Linked DNA regions of Mus musculus: region 2 is linked to region 1. A link is a contact called in public HiChIP or PLAC-seq data. All regions are on one chromosome and are shown on one strand. Each heading gives the region's core, a stretch centred on a gene start, on an enhancer-like site or on the middle of the called end of the contact. The rest is flanking DNA. Distances are from core to core; before and after follow the strand shown.

Evidence for each region. HiChIP or PLAC-seq counts read pairs in DNA pulled down with a chosen protein or histone mark.
Region 2: a contact with region 1 is called in an H3K4me3 HiChIP or PLAC-seq map of bone marrow-derived macrophages, with 7 times the contacts expected there. The contact joins the enhancer-like site here to the promoter of Cdc16 in region 1. A contact is called at or near these places in 7 of 39 promoter capture datasets (the 3T3-L1 cell line, the C10 cell line, cranial neural crest and 3 more), 3 of 15 datasets of contacts at CTCF or cohesin (embryonic stem cells, large pre-B cells and pro-B cells), 8 of 484 Hi-C or Micro-C datasets (B cells, the G1E-ER4 cell line, the HPC-7 cell line and 5 more), 7 of 115 datasets of contacts at active chromatin or transcription factors (the NIH/3T3 cell line, T-cell acute lymphoblastic leukemia, bone marrow-derived macrophages and 4 more) and 1 of 9 other capture datasets (embryonic stem cells).

The regions. Positions count from the first base shown.
Region 1 is chr8:13,756,056-13,759,198 of GRCm38.p6, reverse strand. It overlaps Cdc16 (CDC16 cell division cycle 16), which reads right to left and starts at 1,543. Exons shown (of 18, transcript NM_027276.3): 1 at 1,345-1,543; 2 at 147-201; 3 at 1-59. The coding sequence starts at 1,392. The region is part of intron 1 of Gm46032 (a long non-coding RNA gene); the gene reads left to right.
Region 2 is chr8:14,849,997-14,853,139 of GRCm38.p6, reverse strand. It overlaps a transcript of Dlgap2 not described here. Among named protein-coding and RNA genes, the nearest start is that of Cln8, 37 kb to the left of the region's middle. Within about 2 kb of position 1,414, at least 26 of the 459 cell types and tissues checked have an H3K27ac peak or open chromatin away from gene starts, as enhancers often do. A contact at or near this core is called in T-cell acute lymphoblastic leukemia, bone marrow-derived macrophages and liver, where this site is marked.

The sequences.
Region 1 (3,143 bases), core at 294-2,793:
GTGGTACTGCGCTGTGAGGTAAAGGCACTGAGCCAACCAATAAACATCCTGGGGCTCCTCTGAGGGGCAAAATTACACAAGTGGTCAGAGGCTCATGGGGAGCTTTCTAGAGATTAATTAGGGGAAATAAATTGCATGTCACTCACCATGAGAGAGTGAAGCTACCTTGTCTGCCCAAAACAGAGCACTTTGATACTGTTGCTGCATACAAAAAGCAAACACAGGGTGACTGCTGTTGCCCCCACAGTCGACTAATATAAATCCACACACCAAATCCACCACTCACTACAACACGTTCTTAGATGTAGCACGGGGCCCACCAATCACCTGTATTTTACAGCTCAGCTAGTGTGAGTTTTAGGTCGTCATTACCGTAAGAACTTCATATATACAATTCAAGATAGCAGTTTAACTCATACACTACCAAAAATGTATCAGCTAGTATCTAAAACAGTGCATAAGCGATTGAAATGCAGTCATCTAGAACTTCTGATACTGACATTTATGTAATAACACTTCCCACAAGCTCAAATGAATCCTAAAGTAGCATCTAGCAGAGCACTAGATTCAAATATTTCACAATTAAACCCATAACCCTTAACAGTCACTGGTCATGGGCAATGTCGCCCCCTGTAGTCAACTCTAACAACACTTAATCTGACAGCGGAAAGACACTCAGGAATCTGTCCTGGTTAGTGCTGATCCCTAGCTCTTACTGCCTCTGCCTCAGTTCCTCAGGATATAGTCAGAACAGGGTAGCCCAATGAGTAGCCAGGAGAAAGTCTTATGGACCCGAGAATCTGCTCTGAACAGATGCCCCCAGAGTGAAAAAAGAGGCCCACATTGTCCTCTCTACATCTCAGTGCCAAAGAAAATAATCACAAACCGACTGCCCCTTAGCACGCAGCCTTCCAGCGAAGTGCAAACCTCTGGCTCATTCACTTAGCATCTCTTCCGTTTCCCATTTATCGGGAGAGCAAGCATTTTAGCAAAAAACCAAATGACATGACAATGACGTGGACCCCAGAGACACCCCTTCCCTCGAATAGTCCCGGCTTGTCCACTCGAGAGCAGCGCGGAGGCTGAAGATCCAGCACGGGGTATTGTTTCCAGTCCTAACTGGAGACAGCTAGCTTGTCTTCCCAAGTATTCTGTCCAATAAGAAACACAACTAAATCCTCCCAAATGTCCTACGGTCCGGCCAGATTCCAAGGTCCCAGTGCAGCCGTCCCAGCCCAGCCCAGCCCTGCTCCCGCAGTCCACGCAGGATCGGAGCCATCGGGGCCGCGCTCCCCGCCGGGCCCCACCGCCCCGAAGCCCAGCGTCCGGCCCCCCGCCGCGCACCTGGTCCAGGTACTGCCGGACGCGTTTGCGCAGCGGCTCCAGGTTCATGGCCGCGAGGCCAGGGCAGGCACCCGACGCCCTCTCGAGCCTCCGCGCGCCCCCGGGGTGTCGAGGGACCCAAGCCCGCCGACCACCGCCCGGACCAGACCCCGCGCGCCACACGGCACTTCCGCTCCGACAGGCCCTACCCCGGAAGTCCCGTGCAAAAGCGTTCCCCCCGTCGGGTGTGTGCCCACTCTAATGGTTCCGTGGCGATCTTGGGCGCCAGCTCCTAGTCCTAACCTGTTCGCCTTTGTCCGGGAGGGAAAAGGGATCTAGCGGGACTCCGTGCCTTCCGGGAGTGGAAGAGACGCTTCTATAGCTACCCTTCTCCCTACCGGATATTTTTAAGATCGAATTTTTCTCTCTACAGTCCTGGGTGGTCCAGAGCTGTCCCTGGGTACCAGACTGGCCTCTTACTTTCAGACTCCTACACACACACACACACACACACACACACACACACACACAAACACACCTCCTTGGGTGCTGGAAATAAAGAGGTCCATCACCACACAGGGTATTTTGTGTTCTTAAAATTCCATTCTGTGCACTGTGCAGCCTTTTGAAAGTATAGAGACTGGTACCACTCAAATGTTCTGCTCTCACCCCTGTGAGCAGTTGGCTGCATCCTTTTCTGTGAATGACACATATGTATGACAGGGTAATATTTTAAGGACACACACACTTTTCCTGTCTTCTCCATTTGTAGGTAGTGATCCAACCGTACTTATTGACTTGAAGCGGGTGTGTGGTAAGGCATAGTTGACCATATTTACGGCTGTTTTCATTCATTTTACGAATAGAATTGTTTTATAAAGGAAATTTGTGCTGTCACCACAGATGGTAAACATCAAAGACAGGAATTTAATCTTTAAGTCAGATGTTATTCAGAGAGCTAGTTATCTGAGAAAGAAGCGGATTAACATTCTAACACCCCGTCTTTTTATCTCATCTCCAGCCAAGAAAACCTTATAAAGAGCAAACAAAGGCAATTATTCCAAAGTTTAATACTGCCTCTGGTCAAGGGTCAGCCTTACTCCTGAGATTATACTGGTTTGTGTCTCCGTATGTCTCCTGCACTTCTTCCTGTTATTGCTCTGTGCAGCTGGGTTTGCACCGTCCCAGGCTGCCGAGACCTTCATTGTTCCTGGAGAGACACTTGGGACAAACAAACGATTAGCAGTGTGTATGTGTTGAGCTATTTGCAGAATGCATTGCAGGTTTCTTTACGACAGTACGAAGCACAAGTGTATGCTTGCAGAATATTAAGGAGCCCCATCTGCCTCTCCTGTCTGCAGTGAATTTTCCTGAATTGTCTTGAGTTTCCCATGATCTCTCTGTAAAGCCTACAACAACACTATGGAGTTCCTCTTTTCCTTTGTCTTCCCAGATGTAGCGACTACAACATATCCTACCTAGCATATCCTACCTAACATATCCTACCTAGCATATCCTCCTCTGCATCCTTTCTGTACTTTGTCTGTGTGTGTAATTACAAATATATCTCCTCTTCTACAAGCAAGCTGAGAGGTACAATATTTCATTCTGAGACGTGCTTGGCTCACGAGGATACTTTAAATGCTTTTCTTCATCGGAAGCCACCTTGTTCTTTGCGATGTTTTATAGAGTTCTCCAGTCTGTGGCGGTAGGTCCCATGTGACAGAGGAGAGCTATAAATGTGGCCCAAGGGAATAGTATAAACTTCCTTAAAACACTATGAGGTTCGTATGTGGTTTGTTTTGTGTGTAACTCAACTG
Region 2 (3,143 bases), core at 165-2,664, 1.1 Mb before region 1:
TACGGCATGCTGGGAAGAAGGGTTTATCAAAAGAACCCGAAAAGGCATGAAAAAGAGACTTACATAAAGTGGTTTAGTCCTGGTGAGGGTAACTCTGTACAGTTTGAATATTTGGCACTCTGTTGATCCTTGTCATGGGTATTATCTTATATGTATATTTATTTATATATGTATATATTTATTTATATACTTTTAACCTTTAACTAAATCGATAGTCTCCTGCTCTAGCATTCATTGAGTCCCTATAGGAGGCATTAAACTCAGTCTTTAGGCCACGCCTGGGTTTTGGCACACAGTATGGAGGGCGGGCAGAGGGTTGTGTCTCTATGGAAGGGTACTTGGCCAGAGGTAAGTGACTATTGTTGGGAAATAAGCAGCCCAATTCTCGCTGCTCATTAGGGGACACCTTCCTGAATGCAGCAAACCAATTGAAAATGGAGGGAGGGTGACGATTCTTGTGGAGCCCTTTGAAGGTGACTAAGTGTCTGAGATGGCTGGAGTTGGGTGGAGAACTAGGGTCATTATCAAGTGGCTTCCTAAGGTCCCACAGTCAACCTTGGCTTCTGTCCTGGAGCTTATAGACGTGCATCAGAGTCCCCCCATGGAGACCACTGCTCAGAAGATAAATGCGTACACGAATCCTACCACCCCTTTCTCTAGGACCGCCTCTCTTGTACCGCACATGGGAAGTCTTGGAGCCCAAGGCTTTCAGATTCAGAGCACCAATGATTAAGAGTCTCCTAAAATCTAAGAAAATCGGGAGGTAAACTGCTGTTACCTTGGTTAGTTAGTGTGTATACAAAATCTTTCAAAAAGTAGTAGTTTTGTAGGTAACTAACACGTCCTCTCGAAAAGAAGTCACCTGTCAGATGTTGAGACGGAAACAAGGTAATTTTTTTTTTTTTTTAACAGTGGATCAAAAATACCAGGGTTCGGACAGCAATTCATAACACAGTGGTGTTTTTTTTTTTTTTTTTCAGCGTGGCGAGAATGGAAAGGTTTCTTCTCAGAGTGTGTGCTCATCTCTGCAGCGGGTCGGACAATGATGGCAGAGCAGGGGGCTGGGGATGAAGTCCGCACCTCTGCAGCGACTGCGCTGCAGGTCTGAGTCCATCTGTGCTCTTCACATGCGCATTCCTCTGTTTCCCGGCCAGGATTGTTCTCAGACCACTTTACCATATTGATAACATCTGTCCAGTTCATCTAGGAGGGGCTGAGCTGGCAAAACAAAACAAAACAAAACAACCCAAAACATCACCTGGCTCTTGGTGGTGGTGTTGAGTCTTGTTCATGGAAGAGTATAGAAACTGAAGTCAAGGCCAGTAGGAAAAGAAGTTCCTGGCTATTATGTTCTGTTTCTGTGCCCTTCTGTATCTCTTGTTTTGACCTCCTGCCTAGGCAGAACAGGACTCCAAAACAAACATCCCTCCTTGTACTGGTCTATCTCTGCCAGCTTCCTTCATGGGGGTGGGGGGGCACAGCACACCGAGGCACAGATCCCAAAAGACAATACACATTCGTCTTAGACCTCTAAGCTCACAGATGCCAGAGGGGGTGTGTCACCAACCCTCACATTACACCTGCCTTCAAGGGAGGTAGGAACAGTAACACTAATGCCACGTCATGGAAGAGAAAACAGGAACCTGACTCAGGGCATGTTACTAGCAGTTGCATTCATCAGTTCCGGCAGCTTGGCTGGGCCTCGGGGCTCCTGGTGCCTTCTTCTTGATATCTTCTTAGCTTCCAGCTGCCACTCTGTGTAGAGGCTCTTAGCCTGACTGGGAAGTTCACCGCCTCCAGTTTGTTCCCCTTGATCACAGGAGGTACACGGAGCAGAGGCACAGGGATGCTTTCCACTGATGTGGTGTGCTCAACTCACAGCAGGATGTGGCACAAAGTTCACTCCTCACCATGGTAGCTGAGGCCAGAGCTAACTGGAGGCCATCATGGTCTTGATCTTTTAAGTCCATTTCCTGGCTTTAGAAGCTCAGGTTCGATCCAAACCTACTTAGAAGTATAAATGGTGAGTGAGTGAAACTAAGAACTCCTTCAGAACGTCCAGCGAATGCAGTTTGAAAACTATATAAAAAAAAATGATAGCGGTAACCATGAAGGTGGTGATACGTTAAATTTGCAGTAAGAATATGAAAGATGCCCAAGACTGGAGGAGAAAATGTCTGGGCAATGAGTGTGCAGGAAAGCATGTGACTTGGGGAAGTGTGTCTGTGCCCTGGGCTTCAAGTCTGAGGCCAGTGGGCTGAACATGGGGCTTAGGTGTCTTCTTATTGCTCCAGACAGCCAGTTTCCTTCAAGATGCAGCCCCTCAGGGGATTGCTGCCCCCGCCTCTCCAGCCTCTGAGGGAGTTCCTGTCATCAACAGGCACAATCCTGCTGACGTGTCAGCCTGAGTCTCTCTGACAAGCTATTTATTTGTCAGCTTCTGTCCATGTGGACGTCCTGTCCTGGAGCTGTGGTCAGAGAACCCTGAGCAAGATGACTGACAACATGATGAAAGCAGCCGAAATCTGACCTTCATACTCTCCGGAGGGTGACTGGCTTCCAGCCCATCAGAAACACAGGAAGGCTGGCTCACTCCTGATTATCTCACAATCAACTGCAAAGTCCAGTCTACGCCACTCTCCTTTCACCCCATCTCTGCTGCCAAAAAGTTCTGGACCAAGGCTGAATGTGACAGTGCATGTCTGTAATCCCAGCACCCAGAAGAAAGAGGCAGGGCAATTGCACAATTGAGGCTAGCCTGTACTACACACAGTGAGACTCTGAAAACACACACACAAAAATGTTTAGCCCAAACCAGACAGTTGTTTCTAAGGCAGGGAGTTCTAAGACTACTACAGGCACTTGGGCCGTGTGTCTACAATGTCACTCACTGTATTTCCAGTGAACTCTCATCCTGGGGTCCTGAGGTTGGGGTGTGTAGTGAGCAGTCAGAGGCACCAGATTTAAGTGAGGGTGCTTGCTCGTTATGCTAACAAAAGGCAGAAATCAAGATGGGGTGAACTGGAACACACACCCCAAGAAGCGGGGTCCATTGTATGCCCTGTGCACTACTGGTATTAGTCTAATCGTAAGTTGGACATTTCCATAGCTGGATGACTGCCTCTACTTTGCAGCTTCTCTTT